Linked DNA regions of Neogale vison: region 1 is linked to region 2. The links are chromatin contacts, called in public Hi-C maps. All regions are on one chromosome and are shown on one strand. The core of a region is the stretch at or near the end of the contact, and the rest is flanking DNA. Distances in the headings are between cores, read along the strand shown. Region 1 has its middle 220 kb from the start of TPRG1. Region 2 has its middle 270 kb from the start of BCL6.

Evidence for each region. Hi-C and Micro-C count contacts between places; a contact is called where the count stands out from the background.
Region 1: a Hi-C map of muscle shows a contact between it and region 2, with 14 times the contacts expected there. The contact joins two enhancer-like sites. A contact is called at or near these places in 2 of 3 Hi-C or Micro-C datasets (fibroblasts and muscle).

The regions. Positions count from the first base shown.
Region 1 is chr6:111,244,284-111,248,373 of ASM_NN_V1, forward strand. No RefSeq gene overlaps it. Among named protein-coding and RNA genes, the nearest start is that of TPRG1, 220 kb to the right of the region's middle. Within about 2 kb of position 2,693, the one cell type or tissue checked has open chromatin away from gene starts, as enhancers often do. A contact at or near this core is called in fibroblasts, where this site is marked.
Region 2 is chr6:110,430,785-110,434,705 of ASM_NN_V1, forward strand. No RefSeq gene overlaps it. Among named protein-coding and RNA genes, the nearest start is that of BCL6, 270 kb to the left of the region's middle. Within about 2 kb of position 2,132, the one cell type or tissue checked has open chromatin away from gene starts, as enhancers often do. A contact at or near this core is called in fibroblasts, where this site is marked.

The DNA of each region.
Region 1 (4,090 bases), core at 1,443-3,942, 810 kb after region 2:
TGTCAGCCTGGCAGGCCTTAGGGACAAGGAAGAAATACTCCATTCCCATCTTTTCTGGAGCTTATATGTCAGTGTGAAGAACAAAGGGACACATGCAGTGATGGAAGCTGAGAGGTGCCGGTAGAGGAGCTGTGGAAATCCCCAGTGTCTGCCTCTCCAGTTCTGGCCCTGGAGAAACCTCCCTCCCCTCTGTCTCCACTTCCACTATCTGAGATTTTGCAGTTTAACCATGAATCACCAGCCCTCCATGTCATCAGTAGGGCTCACAGGGCCCCGGGGGCTCCCTGGGGCTCCCTGGGACTCTACTGCCTGGTCTCCTCCTCTGCTTCCCCTTCTCTGATGGTCCTGGCATTTGGTTTACAGGCTAATTGGGGCACCCATCACCTTCTGCCTGATGTTCTAGAATCATTTGTATATCCAGGCCGGGTCTCACCTCCCTAGCCACACCTCGATAGTGCAGATATTATTTATCTCTATCTCAAACAGGACCAGGCACAGTTAGAACACCCTGGTTGAATCAACACCCCAACATTAAAGTTAATAACAAAACATGTCCTATATAGTTTTACAGAGAGTGTCCATCTAAATAATTTATCTAATAGTTTATCTAAAATAATCCTCAGAACAACCTGTGTAAGAGAAACTATCATAATCCCATTCTACAGATGAGGAAATAAATTATTTCCTGAGTGCTGACCCTCTGCTAGGCATTATGCTAGGAATTCCGCACACATTACACCATTCAATTCTCACTTAATTCCAATAAAAGCAACAGTCATATGTACTGAGCGCTTACTCTGTGCCAGGCACTATTTTTAGCCCTCTACACCTCCTAACTCATTTAATTCACATAACACTATAAGATAGGTATGCTTAGTATCCTTGCCTTATACATGAGAAAGTGGAGGCATGTGGAGGTTAAAAAGCTTACCCGAGTTCCATAGCCAGTTTTGGTTTCCAAACTAAGTAGTGACTACAGAGACTACCATTCACATTTGAACCCATTTTCCTCCTTTCCTGGCCCAGCACTGCCAATACCACTTACCATTGACTCTGTGAGGTATAATAATGTCCATTTTGCAGATGAGAAAATGGAGACCCAGAGGGATTAAGCAACCTGCCAATATTGCACAACTGATCAGGGCAGAGCCTCATCCTGCACGTGCAAATTGCAGATTCTGACCAAAGATCTGTGTTGTCAGAGAGACGTGACAATGGCCAGCCTCGGTATATGCACATTTCCTCAGCTATGTGAAAGCTTTATGATTCTTCAACATTTCTGTGTGTCTGCTATGCTAGTGCAGTCAGCTGTACCCTTGTATGTCTGGTTGGATGGGGACCTACAAAGACTCAGATACACTCCTTGCTTCAAAGAGGCAAATAAAAGAATAATTAAAATATCCTTCACATCTATTCCTTCTTTTTTCAGCGTAGTATTTGATGCTCCCAGGTAGACATCTTGAGGGGAACACAGGGAAAGAGCTAGGCCCAGGGGGATCAGCTGAGGTGAGGAGAACGTAAATAGGTCCAGCAGATGAGTGGGATTGGCCTTGTTCTTTGAAGTCTAGAGCAGTGAGGGGTTTGGAGACTTCCGGTCCCAAAGAAGGCAGCTGTTCACACCCAGTTGTCTACTGTGGCTTAGGATGGAGGAAGGGGGCGTGGGAGCCTCTGAGGAGAGAAGGCCAGCAGCCAAGTGGGAGATCACCAGGCTTCTTAGCACAACCTCTCTTTAGGACGAGGTGGATCCCTGCCCCCTGTTGCAGACCACAGTCTGAGAACTAGGCACAGCGCAGCATGCGGGTTGGAGTCCTGGGTTTGGCTCTCAAACTGGCTACTACAAGCAGATGACCGAGAGCAAGTCTCCTCCACCTTCCAAACCCTTGGTAAAATGGTGATGAGACTTTTTGCTGTGCTTGCGTGGCCTGGGTTCCGTGGTGATGTTCATGAGATCATGTGGCATCTGAGCGCTGGGTGCATGTGAGATGCTGAGGAGGAAGAAAAGGCTGCATTTTGCCTCCTCTGGAGTTCCTCATGACAGGATTATGCTGATGGAGGGCACATCAGATTGACTCACACATAACCGACAGGAAAATGGGCATAGTTTTCACTTCACCCAGTTTCCAGGCCCGGAACTTAAACCTCCCAATGAGAATCAGCTAGCATTAGCAAGTTTTCCTGGTGGCAGTGGCGGGATGGGGGGCGGGGAAGAGGGGAAGCTGAGGCAGGATAGGGAAGGGGATGATCCTATGCCAAAGATCCATGCCTGGAAATGAATGTTACTGAAGTGAAATCTGCTTCAGGTTCCCACTTGGTAAGGCAAATAGCTCACACTGACTCACCATGCGCCCCAGGATGTGTGCATGGGGCGGGGGGCGGGGCACATCCCTGCTTCTGTCCCAGCCTCAATTTCTCCATCTGTAAAACAAGATACTACTTCCCAACAGCTTGAAAAGGCGTGGGGGTTCTTCTCACCCACGGGGAGATTTGTAAAGATGGGAGGAAAGAGATGGGAAACTCCAGCCTCTCACCGTCCGGATCCCCAGATCCAGGACTCTTAAAACCAATAGTGGAATCCACCTCTGGGCAGTGGAAGGAGAGAACTAGAGGATTCCTGTCGTCCGTGAGTGTGCTCGCGGGACAGAGGGCTTTTAAATGAATCACTTTGTATCTAGCAGGGCAGCACCTGCTCCTCAGCCTCCAAAGGCAGCACGAGCAACGCGATCATTCACAAGCTGCCGCTTTCCATTCACGTCTATAATTAGCGCGCGGGCTGCAGCAGCTCTGGAACTGCGGGAAGGGCTTTGGGGCGGGGCCTATCCCGTAGCTCCTCCCCCTCCCCGATCCCCCTCCCCCGTTCTCCCCGCCCACCCGGAGGCTCTGGCAGGCCCCCCGCCCCCCAGGGTGAGCTCGCCGCAGGATTCCTTCAGTTCTTTCCCGGACCCTAAGGCCTCCGTGCCCTCCCTTGGGGATCACTCTAGTGCAGTAATAGGCACCTTGGCCCTCCATCTCTAGGAGGGCAGCTATATTTAGGGTGGCATCCCCTTACCCCTCCCTCGCCCCTCCGGCCGCTCAGCCCGCCCGCTCCCGCTGCCCCTCCCAGCCACCTCTCCCTCTTTGTCGCATTACATAGTAATCTGAGATGCATTGGATGAGCTCCAGGGAACAGAATGTACTTGGCAGAGACGCGGGGCTTGATGTCTGCAAAATGTCGGAAACGCAGCCAAGAGCTGCTAACTGGGTCATTAACCTCCAAAAGCTAAGCGAGGATTGTAGGCCCGCTCTGCCTCCCTTCATCTCGCCAATAAAAGTGCCTCAGTGTGAGGGGAAGAAAAAGCCCAAGGTTGGCTGCTTTGATTTCTAGGCACCAAAGGCAGGCCCGGCCCCTCCTCCTGGCCCGGGCCCTCGGCCGCCCCTGCTGCTTGGTCCCTGTATACATGGGGCAGGCCCAGCAACACGCCTGCAGCCCTTCCTTACCGCACAGCCTCGGCCTGACTTTCTTGGATCCGGAAGGAAAAAGGAGAGTGAGAAGGTTCTAGGCCCATCTCAGGTCCCCGCAACTAGATGGAAGGGTTTTGCCAAGCTTCTACTGTAATTCTCTCCCTTCTAACTTCTTCCTTCCCTCCCACTGGCTCTGCCTTCTATGCCTCCTTCCCCTCTGGTTTTGCTCCCTTGTCCCCCTTCTGAGAGCAGGCTGTGGGGTTGGTGCTTGCCTACATGGCCTGGCTCCAGTAGAGGCCCTCCTTCACTTGCTCTGTGACCTTGGATGAGTCACCCATGTGTCTGCACCCTAATTCCTTTATATGCCACTCGTTCACAGTAATAACACCTTCCTGACCTATCTCACAAAATGTGGGGCCCACATTGGAAAGTCTCTTACCAACTGCAGAGCTCTGCTCTGTGTCACAGATACTCTCCCGGACTACCTTGACTTCTATCCTTCAGAAAGCCCCAAGTTCCAGACTTCCTCTGGACTTGAGTGTGCTCTCCTGGAAATTAGGAATGTAAAGTGGTCTCACCAGGAACTTCAAAAGTTTGAATATTTACCAGGGGATAGCCCCTAAATTCTACCCCCCCAAGCTGTCTAGCTCTC
Region 2 (3,921 bases), core at 882-3,381:
AGGAGCCAGGCACAGGAGGGAGCACGGGCCCTTCATAGTCATGCCTCAGAGCCCAGGACCAGATGGCCTCAGGCTCCCCACCAGCGGGGTGACTCCTGCTCTCCTCCCAGCAGAGACCCTGGCCCCCTTGGTGCCATGGTGCCTCCGTGGACACCGGCCTTGAAAGGAAGGGAAGGCAGTAATAGAAGGGAGAACAGGGAGGCGGCCACAGAGCTATTAGCAGCATTGAGACTAGCACAAGTGTGCGAACAGTGGATGCCCAAAGAAGGCCAGACTCTTGGAGCTGTGATGGCATCACGGCGTCTTTGCCTATTAACCCAGGGTGTTCTTTGATAACCTTCTGCCAGAAACCACTGAGGATTAGGTTTCTTAAACCCATCTGAACAGAATGACTTTGTGAACAAAAAGCGTCAACTCAAAAAGAGAAACGAACCAAAGCGCCAGGCCTGATCCTGCCCTGGGGGAACGGTCACTGGTTGTTCCAAAAGGCGCCACTAAGCCCCTGCTGCACTTGACATCCTGGGATCTAGGTGGCAGCAGGGAGCACTAGGCCTCCAGACCCTGGGAAGGGGAATGTGGCCCACCTAGAGCTCTGCTTGGGGAAGGAGAACTTTTTGGGGAAGTGAAGCTAGAAAAGGATGCCTCTCCCTCCGGTTCCTGCTGCACCTGCTCCCAGGCCCCACTGCCAGAGTCACTGCCTTGGTCACAGCTCTCTGATGCTCAGAACTTCGGAGACTCCCAGCTGTCTTGGACTTGAATCTCCTTCTCCCTCTGGCATCCAGAGCCTCCAAACTCTGGTGCTAACCCATCTGCCAACCTTAGCTCCCTTGTCTCCCAGCTGTGCACACCTAGCCATGCCCGTCTCCCTGCAGATGCCCAACAAGCATCTAGCTTTGCCACCATCCCGGGCCGGTTCATGCCGGCCACTCCCCCGTTTTCCAGGCTCTCATATGTCACTCTGTGAACTCAGCTTTTCTTCACCCCAAATGCCATCTCTCCGACAAGACCTTTTCTTGCCCACCGCTCTGTACATCTAGTCACGAGGAATTTCTCCCTCATCACAACTCTTAAGAGCATCTTTGTGTTTTTGCTAGGACGTATTACTTTCTCCCTTGTATTTGGCTCATTGTGTGCCTCTCAGAGCTTTGCCCTAGACTGTGTCCTCAGGGTGGCTGACATGCAGGGGGTCACCTGTAGATACCGGAGACTGACCAGAGGGAGCAAGTTCACAGTCGCTGGGAGAGCACAGGCTGGTTGAAAGTCCGCCACGTTTGTTCCAGGTGCAGAGCCGGGCTGGCTGACCTGTTCCCTCCTAACTCCAGGGTTTCGTGTATCTATGAGTCTATGAATAGGCAAAGCAAAAGGCCACACTAAGCATCTTTCCTGCTCCTATCCTAATCTCGGGTTCAGGGACATCCCTGAGGGATCAATACTTTAAATCAGCCCTCATGGCATGCTGTGGAAAGGCGCTCCTTCCAGGAGCTGACTAATGCTGACACTCTCTTCTGTTGTTGCTTCCTGGGCTGGCTCGGTTTTTCCTCTGGCTCTGCTGTGTCTCTCAGGCCCTCTGTCCCCCCAGACCCAGGTAACAAGGGTGAAGAGAGTCGCCCTTCTCCTCCGAGAGCTGCCCCAGCAGCCCTTGCCTTCCTGCGGGTGTCTTCCTTTGCGGGGTCTCAGATCCTGCCTTTCTGCACAGAACAGGGCCCAGCCCTGCCCGTTCTGTGATCACAAGGAGGAGGAGACAGACAAGGGTGCAGGGAAGGGAAAGAGGGCAAAGAGTGATCCCTTTACTCAAGATTCCTTCAGGGAAAAGAGAATTTGACTTGAGCCTGCGTTCTGGGTAATTCAGCATCAAACAGCAATGAGGCCTGGGATCTGGCCAAGTCTTTGTTTTGTTTTGTTTTTTTCCTTTCCTCCAATCAGCCCAGGGCGCTGGGGAGTGAAGGCGTGGAGGGGGTGGGGGCCCCCTCACTCGCGGGGGCTGTGAGGGAATGCTGAGCCCGCAGAAGTGGCCCATTGAGAGCCCAGGCTCCCAGCGCAGGGGCGGCTGGCACCCCCGGCCTACCACCACAAGGGCAGCTCTGTCCTGTGGGCCCAGGGCTCCGTCCCAGCCCCACTGGCTCAGAGAGAACAACATTTCCTTATAAGGCCCCGGCCGCCTTGCCAAGGCTGGCCGCTCCGACAGACTGTAGCTTTCCATTCTCCTCGCCCCGGCTCCAGTGCAGGCCTTGAATGTAGCCCTTGTTGGCAGGCCCCTCCCCCCCCCAGGGCCCCCACCCCACCCACTTCCATTCGGGGCCAGGGCCAGCCCCAGCGAACAGGATAAACAGCCCGGAGGCCTCTCCCACGCGCGGCCTGCCTCAGCTCAGGCCTGCTGGAGGCAGCACAGGGTAGCAGAAGGAGCACCAAGACACAGGGCTGGGGTGGTAGGGGGAGCCCCGCAGCTCCCTTCCGGACAGGGGGGTGGCTCAGGCCAAGGTCCTGACTCGGAGGCTGCTTCCTCATCTAGGGAACAGATTCCAAGTGCCACAGGTTCTAGATTCTTTGCATCGCCTTCAAAGCCCTTCCCAGTCAGGTTACCTTTAAGGCTTCACCTCTGCTCCCCTACCCCAGGACCAGCTTTCTGGGACTCCTCCCCTCGCCCCCAGGAGCCATGTCTCCTCAAGCTGCCAGAGCTCAGGGCCCAGGGAACGACCCCCTTCCTCCCTTCCCTGGAGAAATGTGGCCTTTCTTGCTCTCCTCAGCGTTTGCAAGCACCTCTCTTAGAGGCTTGCTGTTTGCCCGTGACAGTGATTTGTTTACGTGCCTTTTCCTTTAGTGGATGGTAAGCTCCTTGAGGCTCAAATGGTCTCTTCTTCCTCTTTAAGTTCCTGAACTCTACGGCCAGGAACGGGGCTGCCTTTGAGGTCTTGTGTAATCGCCTGAATATACAGGGTTGGGCAAACTCAGAAGAGACAAACGATGGATGTGCAAATACTTCATAAACTGTAAAGTGCGGTGCCCCATCCCATACTACCCTCCACCCCACATTTTCCTCTTTATTACCCCGTCACAACCCCTCTTCCTGTCCACCCAGTTCCACATCCTGAGTTCTGTGCTCACTGCAACTCCTCAGGGGCTTAAAATCCCTCTTGAAGACATTACTGGTCTCTCAAGGTCAGTGTCGGAGCTGGAAGGGCCTTTAGAAGTTATCCAATGGTTTCTACACTAGCATCCACGCATGGGTCCCCTGGCCACAAGAATGGATTAAACGAAGGGGCTCTGAGCCCTCGGCCCCACCCCTTTCACCATGTATACATGCTAGGTTCCCACAGCATTCTCAAAAAAAAAAAAAAAAAAAAAAATCCAGTGACTTTAGAAGTTGGAAGTATACTGATTAATCCAATCTCAACACAGCTGAAGAAACTGAGCTCCCTTAAAGAAAAGTGGTGTTCCTGACATCACATGAGTCACACACATAATCTAGACCACACCTGGGGTCCCCAGACTCTGGCCCACCAAAAGCTTCTCCCCTTGCCTAAGTGCCTACTTAGGGCAGACTGATGAAGACAGTAGCTGAAAATCTGGTCAAGCTGAGTCTGGGATGTGTCGATTTCCAAATAAAGAATTTCATTCTGAACCAGAACAAATCTCTCTGAAATGGGGATTTTGCAAATTATCGGGCCAGTGATTTGCAAGCACCGTGCTATTAAGTACTGTAGTGGGACTCTATTCCCCATGATCCTAGGAACAATTTTAAAGTGAAAAATCTTATCCCAGGATGAAATACACTGTTTTCCATCCACACACTCATTTTCTCAGAAATGGTGTCTGTAGAGTGAAGCCCACAGTTGATCATGGACTGTGTTCTAACACCTTTTGACACAAAACCAAATTCAGGATAGAAGGTGGTCTGCCCTGGGCTCATCCAAGAAGATTTAG